Regions from separate parts of the Gossypium hirsutum genome. Here region 1 is linked to region 2. A link is a contact called in public Hi-C data. All regions are on one chromosome and are shown on one strand. Each heading gives the region's core, a stretch centred on a gene start, on an enhancer-like site or on the middle of the called end of the contact. The rest is flanking DNA. Distances are from core to core; before and after follow the strand shown.

Region 1 (5,590 bases), core at 1,575-4,074, 280 kb after region 2:
TACTCTAAGTACCACATCGATTCAGTGGTTAGCATGGATGATGGAGTAACATTGAGGTTCACGGGTTTTTATGGCCAGACCAATCCTAGTTTAAGGCAACAAGCCTGGGACATGCTGCGGAAGGTGCAGAGCAGGGTAAATGAAGCTTGGATTGTGGGAGGTGATTTTAATGCCATTTTGAATAATTCTGAGAAGGAGGGTGGGCGTAGGAAGCTTAAGACCCATCTGGATCAGTTTAGTGATTTTATGGAGGAGTTAAATTTGACTGATGTCAAGACTTGCAGCGGCTGGTTCACTTGGACTAATAACAGAGATGGCACTAGGCTTGTTAAGGAGCGGCTAGATCGTTTTGCTATTTCTGAGGTTGCGATGGAAAAAATTCCTTTCCTTTTGGCTTATATTGTGCACCAGTCTAAGTCCGATCATGAAGCTATTCTTCTGGACACGAACGGGAGTAAACCTAAGGACAGGGGTGTTGATCATCGTGTGTGGTTTAGATATGATACTTGTTGGGGTAAGGAGGATGAGGCTAAAAATATTATCAATAGCACTTGGGCCGTTGGGTGGTGTAATACGTTGGATAAGATGGAGCGGATTCGGGACAACCTGGGCCCGTGGCAGTATAAGCAGTATAGAGGGATGAAGCATAATATTAAAAGGTTGGAGAAGGAGATCAACGAGATTATGGATGGCCCTACGAATGATGGTTCTATGAGCCTCCTTAAACATGCGCGGGGAAAACTGGGCAGTTTTTACGATATGGAGGAGACGTATTGGGCGCGTAGAGCGCGAGCCCAATGGCTGAAGGAAGGGGATAGAAACACGCGCTTCTTCCACGTTCGGGCTTCGGGGCGTAGGAAAAAGAATAGCATTGAGAGGTTAAAAGATGCGCATGGTGTTTGGCATGACGATAAGATGGAGATTTTCCACATCGCTTGGAGTTACTTTCATGACCTTTTCAAGACGTCTATTACCAGGGACACTGAGAGTGATATTCATTATGTTCCCGTTTGCATCAATGAGGATATGAATAGAAGGTTGGACAGAGAGTTTACGAATGAGGAGATCATGATGGCCTTCAAGCAGATGGATCCTCGTAAGGCCCCGGGGGTTGACGGGCTTTCAGGAAGTTTCTTTAAGGAACATTGGCCTACTGTGGGGGGTGATGTTCTTAGGTTATGCCATGATATCTTGAAGGGCTCTAGAAGTGCCGAGTGTATCAATGAGACTTTGATTGTTTTGATCCCTAAAATTATGAATCCGTGTGACATGGCTAACTTTTGTCCAATCAGTCTGTGCAGGGTGATTTACAAGATGGTTTCTAAGACCCTGGCAAATAGGCTTAAAGAGGTCCTCCCCATGTGTATTAGCCAGAACCAGAGTGCCTTTGTTCCCAACCGGATGATCCATGACAATGTCCTTGTCGCCCATGAGCTCATGCACTACCTCCGTAGCTCCAAGAATGGTCCGAACAAGGGTTGTGTGGTCAAGCTCGATATGAGCAAGGCCTATGATCGTGTGGAGTAGAGTTTTCTTGAGAAAGTGATGACTAAAATGGGTTTCTCTAATGCCTGGATATCTAGAGTTATGGATTGTGTGTGCACTGTCCGGTATAGAGTTAAAAGTAATACGACTCTGTCCGATGTTATTATCCCGGAGAGGGGTCTTCGACAAGGGGACCCTTTGTCCCCCTATTTGTTTTTGTTCAGTATGGATGCCTTATCTCGCATGTTGCTTCATGCCCAAGAGCTGAAAATTATTAAAGGCGTTCGGGCTAGTAGGCAGGGCCCTAGGATTAACCATCTTTTTTTCGCTGATGATGCGCTTTTGTTTGTCAAGAATAACCAAAAGGAGGTGGAGGCTTTCACTGCAATTCTGGAATCGTTCGAGAGAATGTCGGGCCAGAGGGTCAATTTGGACAAATCCATGGTTTACTTCAGTCCTAACACTCCTGCTTCTCAGCAAGTGACCTTGAGTGGTTTGCTAAAAATAAAGGTGGTGCCAAATTTGGATGGTTACCTTGGTCTCCCTATCTCGATTGGGAAGAATAAGTCAGCAGCTTTTCAGGGTATTATTTATTGGGTGGCCAAAAGGATTCATGGTTGGTCAAAAAGGTTATTGTCTAACGGTGGCAAGGAAATTTTTGTCAAGTCCATTCTTTAGTCTATTCCTACCTACGCGTTCTCGGTGTTTTTTGCTCTTGATGGTGTCCTTGAGGAGATCCAAGCTTTGATCAGACGCGTTTGGTGGGGGGGAAAGGATAATAATAGGGGTTGGAACATGATGGCTTGGGAATGGTTGTGCCATCCAAAAGGGATGGGGGGTCTTGGCTTTAGGGACCTCCGCCGGTTTAATGTGGCTCTCCTTGGTCGGCAAGTCTGGCGTCTTATAAATTGCAAGGAGACGCTTTGTTTCAAGGTGCTGAGTGCTAAGTACTTTCTCGATGGTGATGTTTTTAATCCCAAGAGCATGGACAAACCCTCCTATACTTGGCACAGTATTGCTAAGGTAGCTAGCATGCTGAATGCGGGTTTTGGGTGGAATGTTGGTAACGGCAGGAGTATTGATATTTGGCACGACAAGTGGGGTTTTGAGGGGCTGGCTGGTGACTCCATTCGGTTTGACAAGAGGTGGATCCAGGAGAATAACGTGAGTGAGCTTTTGATGGAGAGCGGGGACGGCTGGCAGGAGACTAGGGTCAAGGAGATTTACGGCGATTATTTGGGGGACCAGATTTGTAAAATTCCCATTATTCATAATGGTCCGGACGATAGGCTTATTTGGTTCCACAACCCTCACGGTTCTTACACGACAAAATTCTGCATATTCTTGGTTGACCCTTAAGCACGTAGGGTATGGTCCTCACCGAGTCTTTTGGCGACTTACGTGGAAGCTTCAAACCCTCCCTAAGATTAGAATTTTTTGCTGGCGGCTGGGCCACGAGCATCTTCCTACAAATGAAAAAATAGCTTGCATTCGGAGTGGCTTCGATAGTACTTGCCCGAGGTGCGGTGTGGAGAAGGAGACCCTGATTCACGCTTTAAAAAACTGTCCGAAGGCTCGTGCAGTGTTAGAGTATGGTGGGCTTAATAATACCTTGCTGGAGCGAGATTACGTTCGGTGCAGTGACTGGATTGAAGGAGCGGCGCGTCTGTTGGATAAGAAGGCCCTGTCTGACTTCATTATTGTCTTGTGGAACATTTGGAACAGCAGGAATAATCGTATTTTTCGTGGAGAAGACGAGGTAGCCAAGACGACTTGGGAGAGAGCCGCTTTGTTGAGCCATGATTTCCGTATTTTCAATCTGCTGAATGAGCCTGTTTTGCCGCGTAAGGTTGAGAAAAAAGTCTGGAGAAAACCTGAGCAGGGTTGGATAAAAATGAATTTCAATGCCTCAGCCAAAGGCCAAAGAATGTATTTTGGGTTGGTGGCTCGAGACTTTGATGGCTTTGTCTTGGGTGGAAGGATGGGCGTGGTGGACAATGAGGGACATAGTGATTGGGCGGTGCTGTTGGCACTGGAAGAGAGTATCCATTTTGCCCGGTCAACGGGATGGAATACAGTGGAGCTAGAGACAGATTGCGCCAGTATTCTTAACCGCTATAATAAGAGGGGCAGTGACTTGACGACTTTCGGCCATTGCATGCATAGGATTCACTCTGAGCTAGTTCTGTTTAGTAGTTTTACTTTTAACTGGGCTCCGTGTTGTTGTAATAAAGTTACGAATAAACTTTGTTCTTTGGCTTTGACCAATTTTTGTACTTTGGATTTTAACATGGATTATCCTGCCGATATTCATGAGTTGGTTTTCAATGATGCAATAAAATAAGGTTGACCTGCGGGTCGTTTTCTATCAAAAAAAAAGAATGTCGCCTCGTAGCTGGTAGCCTGGTAGCAGCGCCTGGTAGCGTGTTTTTTCTCCAAGAATTGGGCGATTTCTGTTCTTGTTTTTGTGTGTGTGTCTGCCTTATTCGGTTGAATGTTATTGCAGTTGGGGTGGGTTCTGAGTGTGTTTCGTTTGTTTATGTGGATTGTTTTTGAGTTTTGTTATCGTTTTGCTTTGGATGGTTGCTGTACGGTGCCTTTACTTTGATGCGATAGGCTTCTGGCGGTGTTCCTGGTCTGACAAGACGTTTCCTGCAGAGCTTTTGCTTCTTTCTTTACGGTGACTTTTGTCCGTTTTACTTTTCATTGGTTTTTGTTTCTTCATTTGGTATTGTATTTATGTTTATTGAAATTTGTGCTTGAATGCTGGTTAGTGCGCTGGGGGCCACACGGTGGCCGGGTTCTTTTCCTTATTGCGACTTTTCCTCGTTCTTTTTTATGCATCCGCATGAAAGTGGGTTTTTCTTTATTTCTCAACGTACAAAGTGCATGTTTCATGCTTGCAGGGTTCTACGTATTTTGTGTCATGTTTAGTGATCTTTATTAAGCTGATCGCTTTCTTTTTTCCAATGGTGTTTTCTTTATTGCTCTTGCTGGGTTGTCGCCTTTTCCGTGGCTGTCTTTTGCTTGTTCAGATGTCGAGATATCGCATGGTTTCTGTATGCTGAGGGTTATCCTGTTGATTCGTTTATTTTGGTTGGTTTCTTTCGGGTTTTTCGCAAAGCTTGGTTTCTCTGTTTTTTTCCTTTGTACAGGTTTGTTTCTTGGGGAGTGCCTCTCGTCTTTTCCTTTGGGAGCTGGGCTTCCACTGGTGGGTGCCATCTCTGCATGATTTATGTTCCTTGGGCTGTGTTGTTCGGTTTTCTTGCTCGAGCGCTGATTCCCTGGGTCGGCGGGTTGGCTTTCCTGCGAGCCCACCTTCTTTCTTTCTGGTTGGTCTTGGTTTCTTGGTTGTTCTTTGACGGAAGATCGAAGATCTTCAAGTTCAAGCTTTACGGGGTGATTTATCATCTCTTTTCTTGACGCATCAAGGGTTTCGAAAAGGGATAAGCTCTTTCTTTGTCCTGGCGATTTTAGCGTTTCAAAGGATAAAGATACGTGGGGGAGAAAAACCAATGAAGATTCTCTGCTGGAACTGCCGTGGGATTGGTAACCCAGCGACAGTCCGTGAATTAAAGCAAATGTCGTTGCTAATGACCCTGATATAGTCTTCCTTAGTGAAACAAAAATTAATGCTAATAAATTCTCTTCTGTTCGCAGTAGGTGTAAAATGGAAGGATGCTTGGCTGTTAACGCGAACGGCAAAAGTGGTGGACTGGTCATGATGAGGAAGGAAAGTGATAAGGTCAAAGTTCAAACATATTCCAGTAATCACATTGACTCGATAATCAAGCTGGAGAATGACAATCCCATTCGGTTCACGGGATTCTATGGAAATGCCGAACCAAACAAAAGACAGTGCTCGTGGAATATGCTGAGAAGGGTGGGTCAGTCTGTTGCGGAGAAATGGATCATTGGGGGTGATTTCAATGCTATTCTCGACAATGCGGAAAAAGAGGGGGGTAGGAGAAAGCCAAGTGCTCTAATGGAGGACTTTCGGGAGGTTGTCGATGAGCTCTCAATGGTTGATTTGAAAACTGATAATGGATGGTTTACCTGGGTTAATAACAGGGATGGTACGGCGTTGGTTAAGGAGAGACTTGAC
Region 2 (5,938 bases), core at 2,898-5,397:
GGACATGCTGACATACAATAGTAGAAAACAGAAGACATGGGAATCCATACTTCGTAGAACAGATTTATCAAATCTCATTAAAAACATATCAGTTTTTCCATGAAATCACATGCATGGTAATATAATAGATTCAAAGATATTCAAATTCACATATTTTGACATCACATGCTCAAACATTTTAAACACATCATACAAAAGCATATTAACAAATACCTCGTTTTCAAGTCTTATTTAAACAGCATGGACCCTACAAAAGGCCCACATTCGACTCTTACAACAAATACGACCTTAAGGAAAAATTTCAGAATTTGGACCTACACGCTTGTATGGTCTACACTGCCTGACACATGGTCTCACACATGCCCGTGTTGCCCGCATGGCCCCATTGGCACAGACCGTGTGGCCCACATGGCCCAATTGGCCCAAACAGTGTGGCTTACACGGTCTAGCAAATGACCTGTCACACGGCCTAGCAAATGACCTGTCACACGGCCTACTACACTGTCGTGTGGCGTCGATTGTTCCAAATTTTGACTTCCGACGTTAGCTATTTTTCAATACACACCTTACTGATTTCTGAAGCAAACACCACGACAAGAATTTCGTAACCTAAATTCCATATTCACCACGCTCAAATAGCAACAAAACCCAAAATTAAATCATTAAACGACCAAAATCGCTACCAATAAACCTTATCAAACGAGAATCAACCTTTCGACATCCGATTACTTACCCAGAATAGTAGCGGCAGTACTAAAAATCTCTCAATTCGCCAAAAGACTATTTGTTACAAGATCGCCACCTAAACCAAATATTCCAGAGCAATAAAAAATTGCATCACACAAAGAAAGTAACAAATTAACCTCACAGTCGTGAAACTCAAACAAAGTACGAATCTTTTCATATATACCTTACCACCCACCGTCAAGATTGTTCAAAAACTTTTTAAGATGGAACAATGGTTGTTATCAACAAAAAGATCAACAAAGACTTATCAAAGCAAAAATGGTGAAAAATCAAGAATAGGGAGATTGGAAAAGAAAAGAAAAACAATGAAACGACAAAGAGGAGTGGAAAAGTGATGGCAGTTTGTGGACAGAATTTGGGAAATTTTTAGAAAATTTTTAAAAAGAAATTAAAAAGTAACTAATCACTCACCCCACTAAATCTGATTACTTTTAAAATTGAGCAAAAATATCATTTATGACATATGATCATGGATAGAGGTTAAGACCATAAATAACAAAAAAATTAAAGGAATATTCGACCCCAAAACCTCATACACACAAGCACAACACCTATCCAATGAACCAAATTTACTCACTCGACATAACTTTCACAATCTTAATTAAAAAATCAGAACATGATCACTCTTGATTTCACTTAATTTCTTCTAACCTGGTATTTAGAATGTCACAATTGAAATATACTTTCATGACCTTTGATATATATAAATAAATCACTATTTTCATCATCGGATCAAATCAATTTATCGAGTTGAAAATTGATCGATATATTGATCTAGAAGAAAGAGTTGAATTGATTGATTTGGGAACCAATTTGAACCGATTTTTTTAATTTTTAATAATTTATTCATGTTAGGATCAACCTGATTAAGCAGCAAACAAGAAAAATAGAGGAATAAATTGAGAAATTGAACACGCAAATTTAACGTGGAAAAACCCCTCCAAAGAGGATAAAAAACTACGGGTAAAGATAATTTTACTATGATGGCAAAAGAACGAAGAGTACAAAAGATGGAGATAAAGACTAAACCCCGAAAACTCGAAAACAAAGAACCATCAAAACGTAAACACAAAAATCTCTAAAGTGTTATGAGTTCTAATATCTAATGGGTGTGTTTTTCTAAGGTTGTAAAAGAGCCTATTTATAGGCTAAATTTATAGGTCAAATAATAATAAAATAATCTAAACTAATCCGTGTTTGATTAAAATAAGTAAACAGAGTTTAACTGAAAGATTATTTTTCAAATTTAATTGAAAATAAGAGTCGTATTTAACAATTCAATTAACTGGTTTGATCACAAAATTATGATTTAATATGAATTTTAATTATTGAGTGCTAATTTGACCAGAATCAATCTTGTTCCAGAGTTTAATCATGAAATATTGTGTGATAGTTGATTACTTCATGCTTTAACTACATAGTTGGGGTTCAATACTTATCCGTAATAATAAAGTATATTTTATGTACCTTTTTGAAAAACACACGTAAAAAAGGAATTATTTTTTGTAGCTGGAGGTTGAATACGCTATCTATTTTGCATATTTGCTTCAATCAAAATTTTTTGTTTAATGAAAGCAGATGGTGGAGGGAGAATTTTTTCCGGGGAAAAAAAATACTAAATACTCAATAACCTCTTTTAAAAATTACAGTTTGAAAATAAAGAAAAAAAAAAGGAGAAGCTATTTGTCGAGAAGCGTCAGAGCTGAGTTGCATAGCCAGGTGTGACAACTCAGTTTAGAGTTGGAAGTAATGGCCTCTGTCTGTCGACTCGGTCACATGCTCTGTATTATTGAATTGCATTGCAATTCTCTCAAATGTTATTTGCTTTTACGATACAGCAGCCCACTGCTTTTTGTCCAAACTCTATGCACATTATGAAGGCACTTATGTTACAAATGGGATTATGTTTTGTTTTATAAATTAAATTTTATATATTAGATTAAAAAATAAATTTGATTTTTCTATTAAAATTTTTATTCATTATTATTATTAAAAATTATTCTTTATATGTCTACTTATAGTATAAATAGCATATAATGTATAACAATTTAATTATTTTATTAGTAATGCTAGTTTTTAATAATAGAATTAGATATAATTTTAAACTAAAAAGATTAATTTGTCCTTTGATTTAATATGTAGGGACTAATTTGTTCATTTTTTTTAGTAAAATGGACAAAATGTAATCTGACTCTTATTAGGGGTGAGTATTCGATTAAATTGAGTGAAAATAATGTCGAGTTAATAGAGTTGACAAGTCATATTTTATCTTTTTAATTTAATTTAAAATATTTTTAAATTAAATCGAGAGAAATAAAATTTGAGTCGAGTTAAATTAAAAAATTAAACAGAATAATTAATTTATACTTCAGGTGTCTATGTTGGTTCTTTTAACCTCTTCTTGGGACGAGTTTTATTCCTCATCAAAATTCGTCAAGCTATTGTCGGATTCAGCGACTGTTGTCAGCTCTTTTGGAACATTTTACGTCTGGTCAATTTGGGCAAGAATCGTGTCTATTTCTTTAATGGCAACAACTGAAGAGCGTGATAAATTACTCAAAGTGTCAGTCCCCTGTTTCGGCATTGCGGTACTTTGATGAGGAGGGGTAGACGGTGCTTCAATTTCTTGTGATGGGTTATCAACAACTTTGACGGGGGGGAGCTTGGAGACCCTCCAAGTTTTCATTTAGCATTTCTTTTCATTCTTCCCATGTTTACTCAATGGAGAGAAAAAAAAACGAATGGAAAGGGATGGAGATAGGAACCGGCGAGTAGAGACTTAAAGTCCCAAGGAGGAGTCTTTCTTCTCTCTTTCATCAATAGAACGATAAGACTTTGAAGAATTTAATGCCCAACGGAATTCCTTCCAAAACAAAGAGAGAAGAAAGAGAAAATAAGTAAAAATAAAAAATTGTAAATGATCTCATATCCGACACAGCCCAAGAGACCCTCTTAGGCATTCAAACCAAATATCTGCTAATTGCTTCTTTGTTGAAATTTACTTCAATTCCACCATATTGTTTTCAACTAATTCTGGGATAAAGTAATGTCGAATCTCAATATGTTCAGTGCGGGAGTGCAATACCCAATTCTTCGAAATGTTAATTGTCACAATACACCATTAGAACGTGGTAATCCTGAAGCATTTGTTTTATCCAAATGAGTTAATGCAGCAACTTCTAGCCACTATATACTCGGCTTCAGTTGTTGAGAGCTTGCTATTCCAAGATACTAGATTATTCTCCCAAAAGAAACATCCCTCGGAGGTACTTTTTTAATTATCAACACTGCTAGCCCAATCTGCATCACTATATCCAACAAGAGCCATGTTTGTATCCATTGTGAACCAAAGCCCATAGTCAATAGTACCTTTCACATATTTGGTGACTCGTTTCACTGCTTTGAGATGTGATTCTTTTGGGTTAGTTTGAAAATGAGCACGTACACCCACGCTTTGATAGATATTTGGCCTGCTAGCCGTCAAAAAAAGTAAGCTTCCAAATATGCTTTGATAGATTGTGCTATCAATTGGGACATCTTTCTTGTCTATTCTGAGATTCTCACTTGAGCCCATGGGATTCCGAGCATTCTTGGCTTGCTCTAGTTTTAACTTTTTCACCATGTTAGCTGCATATATTTTTTGATTGACAAATATACTCCTCCTAGTTGTTTAACTTGTAATCCGAGAAAGTACGTGAGTTCTTCGATCATGGTCATCTCAAACTTGGATTTTATGAGCTGCATGAACTCGTTTCTTACCATTTATTTCAGATTTTATAAATACATTTTCAAAATAAAATAAAATAAAAAATCATCATTTATTTATATTTTAAGTAATACCATAAATTTATATTATTTATTAATATTTATTATAGTTGTTCAGTTATGAAGTCGGATTTTTTTTTACTTTAAATTATATTTATTTCGAGTTCAAGTTTATTAGAGGCTCAAACTTTTTTTATTTTAAATTCTGTTAGGCTCGAATTTTCTCAAACTTAAATTTTGTTAAAAGTAAACCTATTACAAACTTCAAAATTTTCGAACTCGGATTGACACCAACAACTTTTTGAGCTCTAATTATCATCCTCATGTCTTGGGTGTTACGTATATATATTGCTATCTTGTACATCAAATTTTACCGTTGTCTGGATTCAACCAACGTTGAATGGACAAATATCACCATATTCGACAATGTAAAAATTATAATTTAATAAAATAAAAAGGAAGAAATAGAAAACAGCTGCACTCTTTTTCTTCTTTCTTTTTCACTATAAGAAAAATTACAGAGAAAAAAAAACTGGGAATTTACAGCTTATGATACAACAAAGTCCATTCATCAGTTATGAATTAAAAAAATAAATAAAAGAAAAACAAACAAATCGAGGATACTCCTTAAAAACCGTATCCATGTCTTTTTTTGGTCACAATATAATATTACTATTTTATAATTAAAGTTTAAGAAAAATGATATGGCGTAAATCAATGTTTTCTGGTATAAGTATGGTTGGCTGCATTTTCCATCTCATCCACCAACTTGTTCCTGCATTATTATAAAATTAAACAAAAAAAATTGTTTATACATTATTTAATATTTATTAATTTTACGGAATTAAAGTTTCACGTATCTACAATTTTTCTCGATTTATACTTTACATCATTTATCTAAATCTTTATACTCACAAAAAAAATTATCCTTTCTGTTAAAAATTTTATTCATTTTTATTATAAAAAACTGATATAACTGACAAAATAACAAGGTAATTACACATAGCATGCTAAGTGTATCTCATGTTGTTTACATAGAAAGACCAAATTTTAACATTAAAAATTGATAAAAGTTTTAACAAAAGTCTAATTTACTGTTTGACCTAATAATAAATGACCTTTTCTTGAGTAAAGATGGATTAAATGCAATTAGAGACCTAGTCGAATGACTTCTTTTTTGTCTTCAACTTTATAAAAAAATTATTTTAGTTATTTATTTATTTAATTTATCTTTTTTAACTCTTAAACTTATAATATTTATCAAATCACTTTAAAATTGATAAAAAAATTAGCATTTGTTAACTTTATTATTGAGGTGTATGACAGAATGAATTAATTTTATATAAATTTAAAAAATTAAATTTTATTTTTAATTTTTAAAATTAAAAATTATTGAATTTAAGGAAAAAAATAATAAAAACCGAAA

Evidence for each region. Hi-C and Micro-C count contacts between places; a contact is called where the count stands out from the background.
Region 1: a Hi-C map of leaf shows a contact between it and region 2, with 1.7 times the contacts expected there. The contact joins two enhancer-like sites. A contact is called at or near these places in 2 of 34 Hi-C or Micro-C datasets (both in leaf).

Annotation. Positions count from the first base shown.
Region 1 is chrA07:87,983,422-87,989,011 of Gossypium_hirsutum_v2.1, forward strand. No RefSeq gene overlaps it. Among protein-coding and RNA genes, the nearest start is that of LOC121203754, 32 kb to the right of the region's middle. Within about 2 kb of position 2,825, at least 3 of the 9 cell types and tissues checked have an H3K27ac peak or open chromatin away from gene starts, as enhancers often do. A contact at or near this core is called in leaf, where this site is marked.
Region 2 is chrA07:87,698,509-87,704,446 of Gossypium_hirsutum_v2.1, forward strand. It overlaps the pseudogene LOC107956387. Among protein-coding and RNA genes, the nearest start is that of LOC121231797, 15 kb to the right of the region's middle. Within about 2 kb of position 4,148, at least 9 of the 9 cell types and tissues checked have an H3K27ac peak or open chromatin away from gene starts, as enhancers often do. A contact at or near this core is called in leaf, where this site is marked.